Linked DNA regions of Mus musculus: region 1 is linked to region 2. A link is a contact called in public Hi-C data. All regions are on one chromosome and are shown on one strand. Each heading gives the region's core, a stretch centred on a gene start, on an enhancer-like site or on the middle of the called end of the contact. The rest is flanking DNA. Distances are from core to core; before and after follow the strand shown. Region 1 has its middle 22 kb from the start of Gm32563. Region 2 overlaps Lmo1 (LIM domain only 1).

Evidence for each region. Hi-C and Micro-C count contacts between places; a contact is called where the count stands out from the background.
Region 1: a contact with region 2 is called in a Hi-C map of rod photoreceptor, with 1.7 times the contacts expected there. The contact joins two enhancer-like sites. A contact is called at or near these places in 2 of 39 promoter capture datasets (the HPC-7 cell line and embryonic stem cells), 22 of 484 Hi-C or Micro-C datasets (the Ba/F3 cell line, the CH12 cell line, the G1E-ER4 cell line and 15 more), 5 of 115 datasets of contacts at active chromatin or transcription factors (embryonic midbrain, embryonic stem cells and forebrain) and 2 of 9 other capture datasets (embryonic stem cells and embryonic trunk).

Annotation. Positions count from the first base shown.
Region 1 is chr7:109,229,508-109,232,542 of GRCm38.p6, reverse strand. No RefSeq gene overlaps it. Among named protein-coding and RNA genes, the nearest start is that of Gm32563, 22 kb to the left of the region's middle. Within about 2 kb of position 1,607, at least 16 of the 459 cell types and tissues checked have an H3K27ac peak or open chromatin away from gene starts, as enhancers often do. A contact at or near this core is called in the N1E-115 cell line and rod photoreceptor, where this site is marked.
Region 2 is chr7:109,153,888-109,157,220 of GRCm38.p6, reverse strand. All of the region lies in intron 1 of Lmo1 (LIM domain only 1), which reads left to right. Among named protein-coding and RNA genes, the nearest start is that of Gm44781, 13 kb to the right of the region's middle. Within about 2 kb of position 1,945, at least 12 of the 459 cell types and tissues checked have an H3K27ac peak or open chromatin away from gene starts, as enhancers often do. A contact at or near this core is called in the N1E-115 cell line and rod photoreceptor, where this site is marked.

The DNA of each region.
Region 1 (3,035 bases), core at 358-2,857, 76 kb before region 2:
ATGGCCCTCCTGTCATCCAGAGCTAGTAGACCAGAAACTAACATCAGCTGCCAGAAAAGTCTCAAGAAAAGACACCCATCCTACCACAGGGTAGAGGTCTGTGTGGAGGCAGGGGGATGCAGGGATTGACCTTAACTCCTGGTTTGTCACTCCTAGCCTCCCTCTAGGGCAATGAAAAGTAGAGTCTTGTTGCCTCCCACAGGGGTAGATGGCCTTGGCTGAACCCTGTTCCCATTACATCAGCTAGGAATCCTGACCCTCAGGGGCTCCATCATTGCTTGGCCACTCCCCTCTGCACCTCTGTGTCCCACCCTGTCGATCTCTGTGTTCCACCAGGTCACCACTCCAGGCTCCCCATCATTCAGATGTCCTGGGAGCGGAAGGGTTACGGCAGACGCCTCTGAGTGGAGGCTGCTGTTCCCCAGCGTTAAGCAGCTTTAGTGTCTCCTACCCCAGTCCTGATTTAAAATTCATAAATGCTAATCCTTCATAATTTACGGTTTAAAAGCAGCCCCACTCACAGGCCCCGTGGCTACAGCTCTGTCAGAGTAATTATGCCGCCAAGCTGAAATTGGACTACTAACTGAGATATTAAACAGGGGGGGAAATCCTCGCGCTGGCAGCCGACCCAATTATTCCAAATAAGCAAACAGATTAGTGAGTAATTTTCCAGTTAAATTTGGTGATTGGTGCCAGAATTGTATGTTAAATATTCAGAAGTAAATAGATTAAAGATGAAATGTGCCCCCCTCCTTTTTTTTCTGGGCTTAATTTACTGTGTATATTAAAACTTTTTCATGAGGAGGAAAAAAAGTAAAAAATGATAATTAAAAAATCCAAATAAACCCCTCCGGGCGTCCCGATGAAGCTTGTCAGAGGCCAGAATGGGGCCCTCCAGCTTCTTCTACCTCCCAGCCCTCTTGGGAAGAATGAGGCCCAACTCCAAGTCTCCCAGGGGAGATCTGGGTGGGGCATGAAGTCTGGGTGGGCTGGGGACCCCAGTTCCCACCTGCTGGGTTATATTTCTTTACAAAGAGAAATCCTAAACCTATTAGTGGTAAAGTCAGGCAGATGGAGGAGTGGGGGCAGGCAGGGGTACAAAAGTGGCTCTTGGCATGCGAGGCCCCTGGGTACTAGGCTCCTCCTCCTCTCTCAGAGCCAGGACTGGCACTCAGGTCCCACTGTTCAAGGCTAATACCCCCACATCAGCCACTGTGCTTTCCAGGTTTGGCGATGTGAAACTCTGCCCCAGTGAACACGCTTGTACACACCACACACACACACACACACACACACACACACACACACACACACACACAGGCTGGTCCTCCCTTCTCCCTGGCTGCCTACCTTCTCCCCCCCCCCCCCCCCCACACACACACACAGGCTGGTCCTCCCTTCTCCCTGGCTGCCTACCTTCTTCCCCACCCCTTCTTTAGATTCACAGCAGATTCTCCCCATCTGTGCATCTAGCAGAGACAGGACTGTGAGTCATCATCCCAATAAGAAAAAACTAGAACCAGAGACCCAGAGAGGCCTGCGGGCTCTCCCCAGGTACCCAGCATTGCAGAGGTGGAAATGAATGCCCAATAGCTGCTTAGCTGTTCAGGCTGTGCTCTCTGCTGCCTCCTAGAGGTTACAGGATTCTGGCATCGGCTCATCCCTGACAGGAGGGCAGGAGTAGAGGCAGACAGAAAGAAGCCCTGATCCCTGTCAGGAATGGGCTGGTGGAAGAGGTTCTGCAGGTGGAGAGGGGCCAGATAAAACTCACAGGTTTTGAGAGGACAGCTGGGTCAGGACACTCAAGCCTGCCTCCTGCCCCACTCTCCTGCCTTTCACCATTCCCACTCCAGGCCTGGTGGCAACCTTAAACAGATTCCTCCAGGGTAGATCCCTAACTCTCTGTCCCAGGGATCCCCTTCCTGGGGTTTTCAAATCCTGTCTGTGAGAGGGAAGATGGGGGAACTCAGAATATATTCTCAACTCAGAGGCTTCCTTCCTTTCATATCTGGCTGAGGTGTCAGTGGATGCTGGAAACATCCGCTACTGGGGCCACTCCCTGTGAAGGCGCCCCTGAGGGAAGGGAAGAGCTGTTGCTTCTCCCCAATGTGGGAGGGCCGAGGCCAAGCCGCAGGTTGGTATCCCATATAAACATAGGCCACATGAGCAGACCTTAAGGCCTGGAACCCAAGCAGAGGAAGATGGGCAGCATGAGACAAGGACATTAAAGGGAGCCGCCTGGCTCGGCTTCCTCTGTTTGTTCACAAACAATGTGTATGAGAGTTCCCTGAGTACCCCTTACAGAGCATGTTCCTGTGCGCGCACACACACACACACACACACACACACACACACACACACACACGAGCCTGGAGTGTCCTAAAGAACACTAACCAGCAATCCTTGGAAGGCTGTTGCTCCTACATAGATTTTGCAAGTTTTGAAAAGCAGTGGTCTGGAGAAGAAGGCTCAGTAGGACATAAGTTCATGCCTCTGGAGAGAGGCTCGAGGACATGAGTTCAGATCCCAGCACTCATGTCAAAAGACCATGGGTACCTCCAAGCCCAGCTCTGTAGGAAGAAGAGACAGAAGGATCGTTCCCTGTTAGCCTTCTTCCAAGTTCAGGGTCTGAAAGGAGTAAGGTAGAAAATGATAGAACAGAACACCTGATGTCCTCTCCAACCTCCATGTGAGTTCATATGGGCACATAAACCCTCACACAGCATACACACACACCCTCACACAACACACAAAACTCACACAAGACACACATACTCACACAACACATAACACCCATAGACACACACTCATACACAACACACACAGACACATAGACATTCACACACAACATACACAGACACATATACTCTCACACAGAGAGTCATACAACATATACAGACACACATACCCTCACACAGTCATACAATATACAAAGACACACACATCCTCACACAGACACTCATACACAACCCACAAAGACACACACACCCTTAGACAGACACTCACACACAACACACACAGTCTTTGAGACCTTA
Region 2 (3,333 bases), core at 696-3,195:
CTCTTATGAGGGTTCTGGTGATAAGTATTTTAACCACTAATCCATCTCCTTAGCCTAAGACATTTGTTGTTAAATGAACAGGGCTCAGGGCTGTTTATGGGAAAAATTCCCTAGTCGTCCAAGCTTCTGGGAGAGGTTACCCACTGTCTGGTCCTTGCTGGGTTCTGGGATTCACTGTAACCTGGCTAGCCTCAGTTTTCTGGTCTGTGACATAGGGCTGGCACTCTTTCAGCTCACCTCAAGGGCTTTGACAAGTAATTACCACTTGTGGAGCATGCGAAGAATTATGGGTGTTATTGCTTTAATTGTTTGCATTCTTTCTACACTGTAAGTTGGGTATGGCTGCTACGGTTTTGCTTAGGCAAAAGTTGAAGTTCTTGGAGAGACTAAAGAACAAGTCTACCTTGTTAGCCAGTGGTAGAGCCTCAACTTGAACCCAGGCATGTCAGAATCCTTAAATTCTCACTGATCCCCTCTGCTGCATTCCCCCACCCCGGAAACTGAAGTGCCCGTAGCAGGTCATCCCCCTAAGAGGGGCACACAGGAAGGGCCTTTAGGTAAAATTCTCTGGGCAAGTGGTTAAAGTAGGTAGAGGACAGCTGGGACCATCATGGAGACATGACTGTCTTCTAGACTGCTCAGATCAAGCCTGGAGGAAGAGACTCTACTCAGCTGACTGCGAAGGTGAGCAGAAGGTTGGAGGCACCTGGGAGTTTCTAGTATTTGCCAGTCCAGAGCTGCAGAAACCCGGAGGGGTTTACAGGAGCCCGTGGAGATCTCACCCAGGAGGAAAGATGTGAGCAGGCCCCTCTGGTGCCCTTGATCCTCACCCCCACTCCTGCCTACTGATGCCTTGGGGGGGGGGGCGGGAGGGGGTGAACCTTGCCTGACTGCCTCAGTTAGCCTGAGCTGTAATAAAACACTTTAAATTTATTGTGACATTTGGATTTAATTAAAAAGTACATACTTAGAGAAGTAGAACATAATGGGTAGAGAGGCAGGGCGGCTTTTCCCCTCCTTTCTTCCCCAAACTAATTAGCGTTGTATTTTAAATTGTTTATGTGCCGCTAATCATTGTAATAAATCATTTATACTGAAAAAGACACACTCGACTGTGCCCGCCGCGCGGGTTCCGCTCGCCGGGCTCTATCGCGTACAAATTGATCTAGAAGTGAATTTATTAACCACTGGGGAAGAAATCATTAGTGCTTTCTCTAAACAAACATTCCCCAGGTACGCTTTATCGCCACAGTTTATGCTGTAACTAAAAGGAGCATTACCCAGGCTTTCGCTGCAATTTCCTTGAAAAGCCAGCAACCCACTCCCAAGCTAGGGGGTCCTTGCCTCCTTGCCCCTAAGTGGTCTGGGAACCCCAGCTGCTGTTCAGTGTTCCTTTTAAAAAATAAGGAGCTCCCCATGAAGTGGATCCAAGACGCTGATGCTCCTGTGGCTGTTTGTCCCCTGCTGAATGCTTCATGGTTATTGAGGTTTATATCTTAGGACCACTATGGCATAGAGAGGGCCTGAGGTTTAGGAGAAGTGGGGGAGGCTGGGCTCGCAGAAACACTGGGATCAGAAGCGTTAGAGGGTTGCTTCCCTACACAATCTGAGAAGACATCAGCCGTGGGTTGACTGTAGGTGAAAAGTCACTGGGGTTGGCCGGCCCCAGGTTGGAGCACAGGACCAAGAAGGGATACCTGGAGCACACTCTGGTGAGTGTCCTCTTACGAGCTCTGAAGCCCTTTCCAGGGTTTGGCTGGAATAATCTGATCTGCCCAGGTTCCTGGTGAGACCTTTTGCCCTGTGTATTGTGGTGACTTCACAGTCCCCCAGACATGGCCTGACAGATGACAGACAGCTTGTCCAACAGGCAGCTCCCAGCTACCCATAGCATGTGGTACAGCTGGTAGCTGCATTAGCAGGAGTCTATTCTACTGACTGCCACATAGTGGCCTCCTGCTTCCTGGAGCCTGTGATCCAGCACCTCCACCCCTACCCCCACCCCTGCTTCCCTGGGGCTGTGCTACACACACACACACACACACACACACACACACACACACACACACACACACCTGCTCCCCTGGGGGTATGTTCCAGGTCTTCTCTCTCCATTTTGCTAGAAGGGAAGTTTATTCTGAACAAGGATCTCCCCTGGGAGCCCATGGCTGGTCTAGAATCCATAGCTACCCCACCTCAGAGTCCACCATCTCAGCTGCTTGGGTCCCTCCCACTCCTACAGAGAAGGGCTATCGCAGCCTTTGGGGTGGCAACAGGAAGCCTCAGCCCTATGCTGTTGCAGCTTGTACCTAGAAGTTTCCAGTCTTTTTTTTGTTTGTTTTTGTCTTCCTCCAGTGTCCGACTCATTGTAGCTAGCAGGTGCTGTGCTCTGCTGCTTCAAGAAGGAAGCAGAGCCCAGCAGCTGGGAAGGCTGAGCCAGACTGTAGGGTCCCCTCTTTGTGCCTCCTGGAGAACACATTTAAAACTTTGAATTCAAAATTGATTTTAAAGGGCCCTAATCTCTGATCCCCGACGCTCACGGTGTGTCTGCAGCTCCTGCCAGACTCTCGTTTTCTGGTTCAGCGAGTTGGTGCTCATGTCCCTGATGCTGTGAAATTGAGACTTGTCTGAGAGTGTGAGTCCTCCTCCTCCTCTGTGGAGAGTGTAGGCCTCTTGGGAGCCCCGTTTCATTAGATGGGTGACGCTGGCTTTACAGGTGCCCACGTTGTTGCTGAGTCACCGTCTGGGGAACACAGCTTCCAGACACATCCCTCTCACAGATGTGTGGCTCCGGGTAACACATCTATAAGAACATGGGAACTGGCTTCTGCAGCCTGGGATAGGATTGGGAGACTCGGGACAGAAAAAGGCTTGGGTCTGGAGTTCTCTATAGGAAATTTCAGGGGTCTTTTCTTCCCATCGGCTCCTAAAGGCTCAGCCTCGGTTACAAGGGGAAAGTGGTCATATTTAGATACCCAGAGGGACCTTCAGAGAATAGCAAGGTACATAGGGTCTGTATGAGGAGCCAAGGGGTTCAGGACAAGCTGAAGAGGAAAGGACTGCGCTGTTGGCCTCCCACAGACCCATGAACCCTGCAGCTCTGCCTGTCACACCCTGAGCAGGTCAGAGTGTTTATGTGTAAAGGAATCATGGGGTAGAGCCCTGGGATTCACCTCTCAAAAACTCTCTTCAAAAGAGCTCAGTCCATGAAGTACTCTCTGTACAAGCATGAGGTCGAGGAGCCACATTTGATCCCTGGCACCCATTACAAACAAGCATGCATGCATGCATACATACAAGAGAAAAAAGTCGTTCGTGGCAGGCAGGACTGAG